2 separate regions of the Mus musculus genome follow, and region 2 is linked to region 1. A link is a contact called in public HiChIP or PLAC-seq data. All regions are on one chromosome and are shown on one strand. Each heading gives the region's core, a stretch centred on a gene start, on an enhancer-like site or on the middle of the called end of the contact. The rest is flanking DNA. Distances are from core to core; before and after follow the strand shown.

Region 1 (2,700 bases), core at 186-2,685:
ACACATCATACACATACATACACACACATACCCATACACATACATCCATACACACACACCCATCCATACACAATATATTGCCACACATACACACACCACACACCACACACATACATCCATACACATACACAAACACACACAAACTCATTCTCACACATTCATCTACACATACAGACACATCAAAAAACCACACACCATACCCACACACTCATACACACCCATACATACATATACCTAAACTCATACACATCCACCCCCAAACACACACACAAATTCCCAGGCAAACAGAATTATCACAAACATGAGATCAAACAATAAAATAACTAAGGACATTTCCCTAGTGGCATTTTAGGGACAAGGAGGAGAGCACACAGGAGATGAGTTAGTGGTGGTGCTGTGGTCCTTGAGCAGGTGGCTCTTACTCAGCTCAGTGCATTTGTAAGTAAACCAATGAAAAGAAATGGATGAAAGACGACAGATATCAAAGCCAGAATTATGGTTAAATCTACAGGCCCTATGCAAGCGTTGGGGACCTGGTGCAAGTGAGTTCTGAGAAAGGTGCTGGAACCACAGATATGCAAGGCTCTCTGAGATGCCTCGGTGCCACCACCATCAGGTTAGTAGTAGGTGATGGGTTGGCTTCATTTGAGGCTGCACAGTCAAGGGCCAGCATAGTCATCTGGCTCACAGGCTGCTGATCGGTTGTCTAAAAAGAGTGAGCAGGGCTCCCTCTTCAGGAAACTCCATGCATGTATCATTGATGGTAGGGGCTGGGGTTCTTGGATGTTTCATGCTTGAAGACAGGGCATTTGAAAGTCCCTCATCCACCCGCCTACAGGAAAAAGTGCTCTTTAGAATAGAAACTCTCAAACACTCTTGACCATTACAACAGCAAGAAATCCATTTTTCCTTAGGTCTAAATTCGTGTGTGTGTGTGTGTGTGTGTGTGTGTGTGTGTGTGTGTCTGCATGCGTGCATGCCTCCGTGCCTGTATGTGTCTGCAGTGGTCATGGGAGTAGTCTGAAGCAGTATCTACATGTAAGATGTACGAGTATACTTGCATCTTGATTTTTTTTCTTCATGAATGTTAGACATGAGCCATTAAATTCTTCAATAAGATTAAGAATCAACACCCACCTACAAGGGTCAGTAGGACCTAGGAAGAGAGACAGATGAGGTCACTGCAGCCCATCCCTGCCCTCCCCTGCCTCTGATCCTGGGCTCGTTGATAGTCAGTTACAAGAGATCTGAAGGGAGCCACCAATGTAACCACAGGAACCCTCTTATCCCCCCACAATTCCTTTGTTGTCACCTGGAGCCAGATCCCATTTCATTCCCTACCCTCCTGAGAGGGCCCTGAACTCACCAGGAAGATGTCCACTATAGCATATGAGCAAGAAGCCCCTGGTGCCTGACCAAGATGGAGAAGAAGACTAATCAAGGGTAAGGCTTGTCGGAATTGTGGGCAAACCTGTTGCTTTGTGACTATGCTGAGCCCAGTGGTTGCTAGGTTACCCCTTCCCCACAACTCCAGAACATAGCCCAACACCTTTCTCCCCCACCACTGTGGAGTTCATCTTTCCCCTTCCTGGGGAGTTGGGGGTAGGGCAGGCAGACAGCTCACAGAGGACTCTTTCTTATCCCTTGAAATTCCTCCTCTGCTTCTTATCCAAGCACTTCCAGTACGGACCCACACAAGTAGGTTAACTACCCAGTCGAACCAGTCAGAAGGTGAAAATCTGTCCAAGGTCTTGCCAGCTTGCCAGAGGTCGATGCTGCTGTGCATAGTTGAGCCTTTGGGAGCTTTGATTCTTGGGATCAGTCCTGAGGGAGCTATTTATTTCTTAGGTAGAGAAGAGGAACCCAATCATAGGATCTGGTGGGTCCCTGTGGCTTCACTTGAAGGGCTGGCAGGGAGGGAAGGTTAAGGTCTTCAGTTAGCTAAAATGCCTGTGTTGCCAGGGGTATGGAGCGCAAAGCACCTTGTTAAAATCCCATTCTGCCATTTATCCTGTTGTGATTTCAGAGAGTCTACCCAAAGGCTCTGAACTTCATACCTCTAGTCCTATCAGAGTTCCTGCTAACACAGGAATGACATAAATGTTTATAAAACCAAGTTCCTGATCTCATAGGAATAGTGGATGCTTATTTTCTACAATCTCCCCAAGTTTCATCTAAATCTAACCAGTTAGGCACATTATATACAGTTTTCTAGCATATCTGCATTTTTTTTTCCAAAATTTTGCTCAAGAGGTCAGGCTCGGGGTAGGGTATTAATTACTCTTAGGGGCTCAGGTCTGGTAGGGCTGAAATGGGGTCCCCACTTATTGTCCCTTGGAAATCGACTTAACACGCATGAAAGTGCTTACAACACTATGTGGCTTCAAATCTGATCTCTTACCGATTACTGTGTAGGCTGGGGCTGGGGAACGAGTGCTGTCGCCTACTCCGGGCTTGCTCTGAAGAATAAATGGATTGTTGTGAGTAGAGTGCCTAATGATGTGCATGCTGGAGATACTCTAAGAGGGGGGCTGGGGAGATGGCTTCGTCTGCAAAGTGTTTGCCCTGCAAGCGTGAAGGCATGAGTTCAACCTCCAGAACCCTCGTGTCAAAAAAACAAAACAAACAGAAAAGCTGGGTCACAGTGTTGTCACACCTACAGTATCAGCACTGGACAGATTTAGCTGGCTCCCTGACACT
Region 2 (2,700 bases), core at 137-2,636, 150 kb before region 1:
AGCACGGGATGCTTTTAAGGAAAGTGGATTGTGACAGGCAGATGGGCCATTGTCTCAAATCACAGCCCTGTGGCCAGAGGCAGGATGTACCCATGGGAACCTCTGGGGGTGTCGGGCGGAATCTTCACACAGTGTCTGAATTTAGAGATAATTCTACCCTTGAAAGGCTTCTTCTGTCTCCCACCGGATGGGCCTCAGACCTCATCCATCCTTGCCGATGTCTTGGGACAGTGGTATAGTGGTGTGGCTGTAGCCAGGTGAGAGCTGGCCACTTCTCCTGAACCTTGGTGGAAGGAGTTTAAAATGGCTTTTCTAAGAAGCACTGGGTGACTCCTGCCCTTCTGAAAACACTCCAGGGCTCAGAAGGAGACAGGAGAGGACAGGCTAAGGCTTGGTGGCCACATGGCCCAGTCAGTCAGACCAGCTCACCATTCTGAGACAGCAGGACCTCACTGTGTTGGCCAAGTGGCCATTATGTGGCCATTTTTACATTATATATAAACTTTAATATATTGTTTATGTTATAAGTTATATCAATATTAATATATTACATAGGATATTTAAAATATTTTAACACATAATATGCACTAACATTAATATATAAATGTATATTTATCTTGCATATGCATACTATTTATATATGTAATATATAAAAATATAACAATCATGTTTATATATTAATATATATTTTAAAATATTTATATTTTTTTTCTGTTTTCTTTCATCTGCTGCCTAGTTTTGTTTTGTTTTTTAAAAGGTTTTACTTATTTATTTTATGTGTATGAGTACACTGTAGCTGTCTTCAGACATACCAGAAGAGGGCATTAGATCCCATTTGGGAATTGAACTCAGGACCTCTGGAAGAGCAGTCAGTGCTCTTAACCTCTGAGCCAGCTCTCCAGCCCTGCTGTCTAGTTTCTAAGCAAAATTGATTTTTTTTTAGCACACGATGCTAATTCTTTTTTAATTATATGTAAGTACACTGTAGCTGTCTTCAGACACACACAAGAAGAGGGCATAGGATTCCATTACAGATGGTTGTGAGCCACCATGTGGTTGCTGGGGTTTGAACTCAGGACCTCCGGAAGAGCAGCCAGTGCTCTTAACCTCTGAGTCATCTCTCAGCCCCCACATTGCTAATTCTTGAAAGAGTATTCAGTCCTCAAAAACCCCTGCAGGCAGCTGCTCTGGCCCTTTGTAGGAACTTCCTGGCTTTTTCTAAGCTCTGAGCCCACGTCTTAGCTTCTCTTCCTACTTCTATGATAAGATACCCAACAAAGGTACTTAAAAGTGTCTAGTTGGCTCGTGGCTCCAGGATACAGTCTACTGCTCGCTCGGGGAGTGGAGGCTGCAGGAATTCAAACCAGCGGTATTGTTCCACCCACAGTCCAGACCAGAGAGCACTGGATTAGTACAGGGCAGTGATTGGCTGGCTCTCCTTCTCCTGCATTCCAGGACCTAGCCTGTGATGTGGTGCCGCTAATGTTCAAGGTGGGATTCCCTAGCTGAGATTTCCTCAGGGCCAGCCTCACAGCTCACAGGCCAGCCTGATCAGACAATTCCTCATTGAGGTCCCTTTTCCCAGTGATTCCGACGTTGTGTCAAGTACACAGCAGTCAAAACTGAGCAGCCTGTCTTCCCGTCTTCTCGTTTCTTTTTCTTTTTCCTTTTCCTTTTTTTTTTTTTAAAGATAATTTATTTTATGTATATGAGTACACTGTAGCTGCACAGATGGTTGTGAGACATCATGTGGTTGCTAGGAATTGAATTCAGGACCTCTGCTCACTCTGGCCCAAAGGTTTACTTATTAGTATATCTAAGTACACTGTAGCTGTCTTCAGACACTCCAGAAGAAGATGTCAGATCTCATTACAGATGGTTGTGAGCCACCATGTGGTTACTGGGATCTGAACTCAGGACCTTCAGAAGAGCAAGCAGTCAGTGCTCTTAACCGCTGAGCTATCTCTCTAGCCTTGTCTTCCCGTTTCTAATCCGACTGTCTAAGCTGCCCCCCTTCTCCACCCTTCCTCCTGACATAACCTTCCTCCTGACCCCTGTCTACCTCTGGGTGCCTGCTACCTCTTCTTCCTCACCCTAAAGGTCACTCTCTCTAACTTATCCACCCCACCCCCTTGCCCCACAACCACTCTGCTTTGTAGTTTTTGGAGCCTCCCGGAGGGCAGGGTGGGAAGCTCTCACCATGGTGGCCTCTGACCTGTCTAGTCAGTACTTCAGGCAGTGTGGGTCATAGGTGCCTTCTCACTGGTTTTCTGAAACGTGGAGGCCGAGAAGCTAATGGCAGAACCGGAGCCAGCTTGTGAGTCTGGCTGTCTCCCTGGGGAGCCAGAGCATTGTCCCTGTCCCCAAGTCCGTTCTGGTACATCCTGCTGTCCACTCCTCTTGAGTTGCCTCAAAAACTGGATTGGTGCCGTTCAGGCTTTCTCCAGTTTTAGGGCACTGGTCCATGTCACGTCTGGGGTGGGGCAACCCTGGAGTTTTCCCAGAGTGTATGTAGGCCAGCACTGTGTGTGTTCACGGGAGGGCTTCCATCTGCAGCCCAGCTGTTGGGAGAGCAGCTTTCTCCAGCCCCTTGGGGCTCACTGTGCCCTTCCATAGATAGTGAGTGCCATCACCTGAAGGATCCCCCTCCCCCACCCCCGTGCCACACTATGTTTCTGGATCAGAGAGGTGCGGTGAGTC

Evidence for each region. HiChIP or PLAC-seq counts read pairs in DNA pulled down with a chosen protein or histone mark.
Region 2: a contact with region 1 is called in an H3K27ac HiChIP or PLAC-seq map of embryonic stem cells, with 6 read pairs. The contact joins the enhancer-like site here to the promoter of Tbata in region 1. A contact is called at or near these places in 3 of 39 promoter capture datasets (the SN4741 cell line, embryonic stem cells and macrophages), 2 of 15 datasets of contacts at CTCF or cohesin (the NIH/3T3 cell line and embryonic stem cells), 8 of 484 Hi-C or Micro-C datasets (the CH12 cell line, the MNK3 cell line, bone marrow-derived macrophages and 2 more), 11 of 115 datasets of contacts at active chromatin or transcription factors (the HPC-7 cell line, the NIH/3T3 cell line, double positive thymocytes and 3 more) and 5 of 9 other capture datasets (adipose tissue, embryonic stem cells, liver and 2 more).

Annotation. Positions count from the first base shown.
Region 1 is chr10:61,170,699-61,173,398 of GRCm38.p6, reverse strand. It overlaps Tbata (thymus, brain and testes associated), which reads right to left and starts at 1,435. Exons shown (of 10, transcript NM_001017433.2): 1 at 1,367-1,435.
Region 2 is chr10:61,324,682-61,327,381 of GRCm38.p6, reverse strand. The region is part of intron 18 of Pald1 (phosphatase domain containing, paladin 1); the gene reads left to right. Among named protein-coding and RNA genes, the nearest start is that of Prf1, 28 kb to the right of the region's middle. Within about 2 kb of position 1,386, at least 32 of the 459 cell types and tissues checked have an H3K27ac peak or open chromatin away from gene starts, as enhancers often do. A contact at or near this core is called in the NIH/3T3 cell line, embryonic fibroblasts, embryonic stem cells and 1 more, where this site is marked.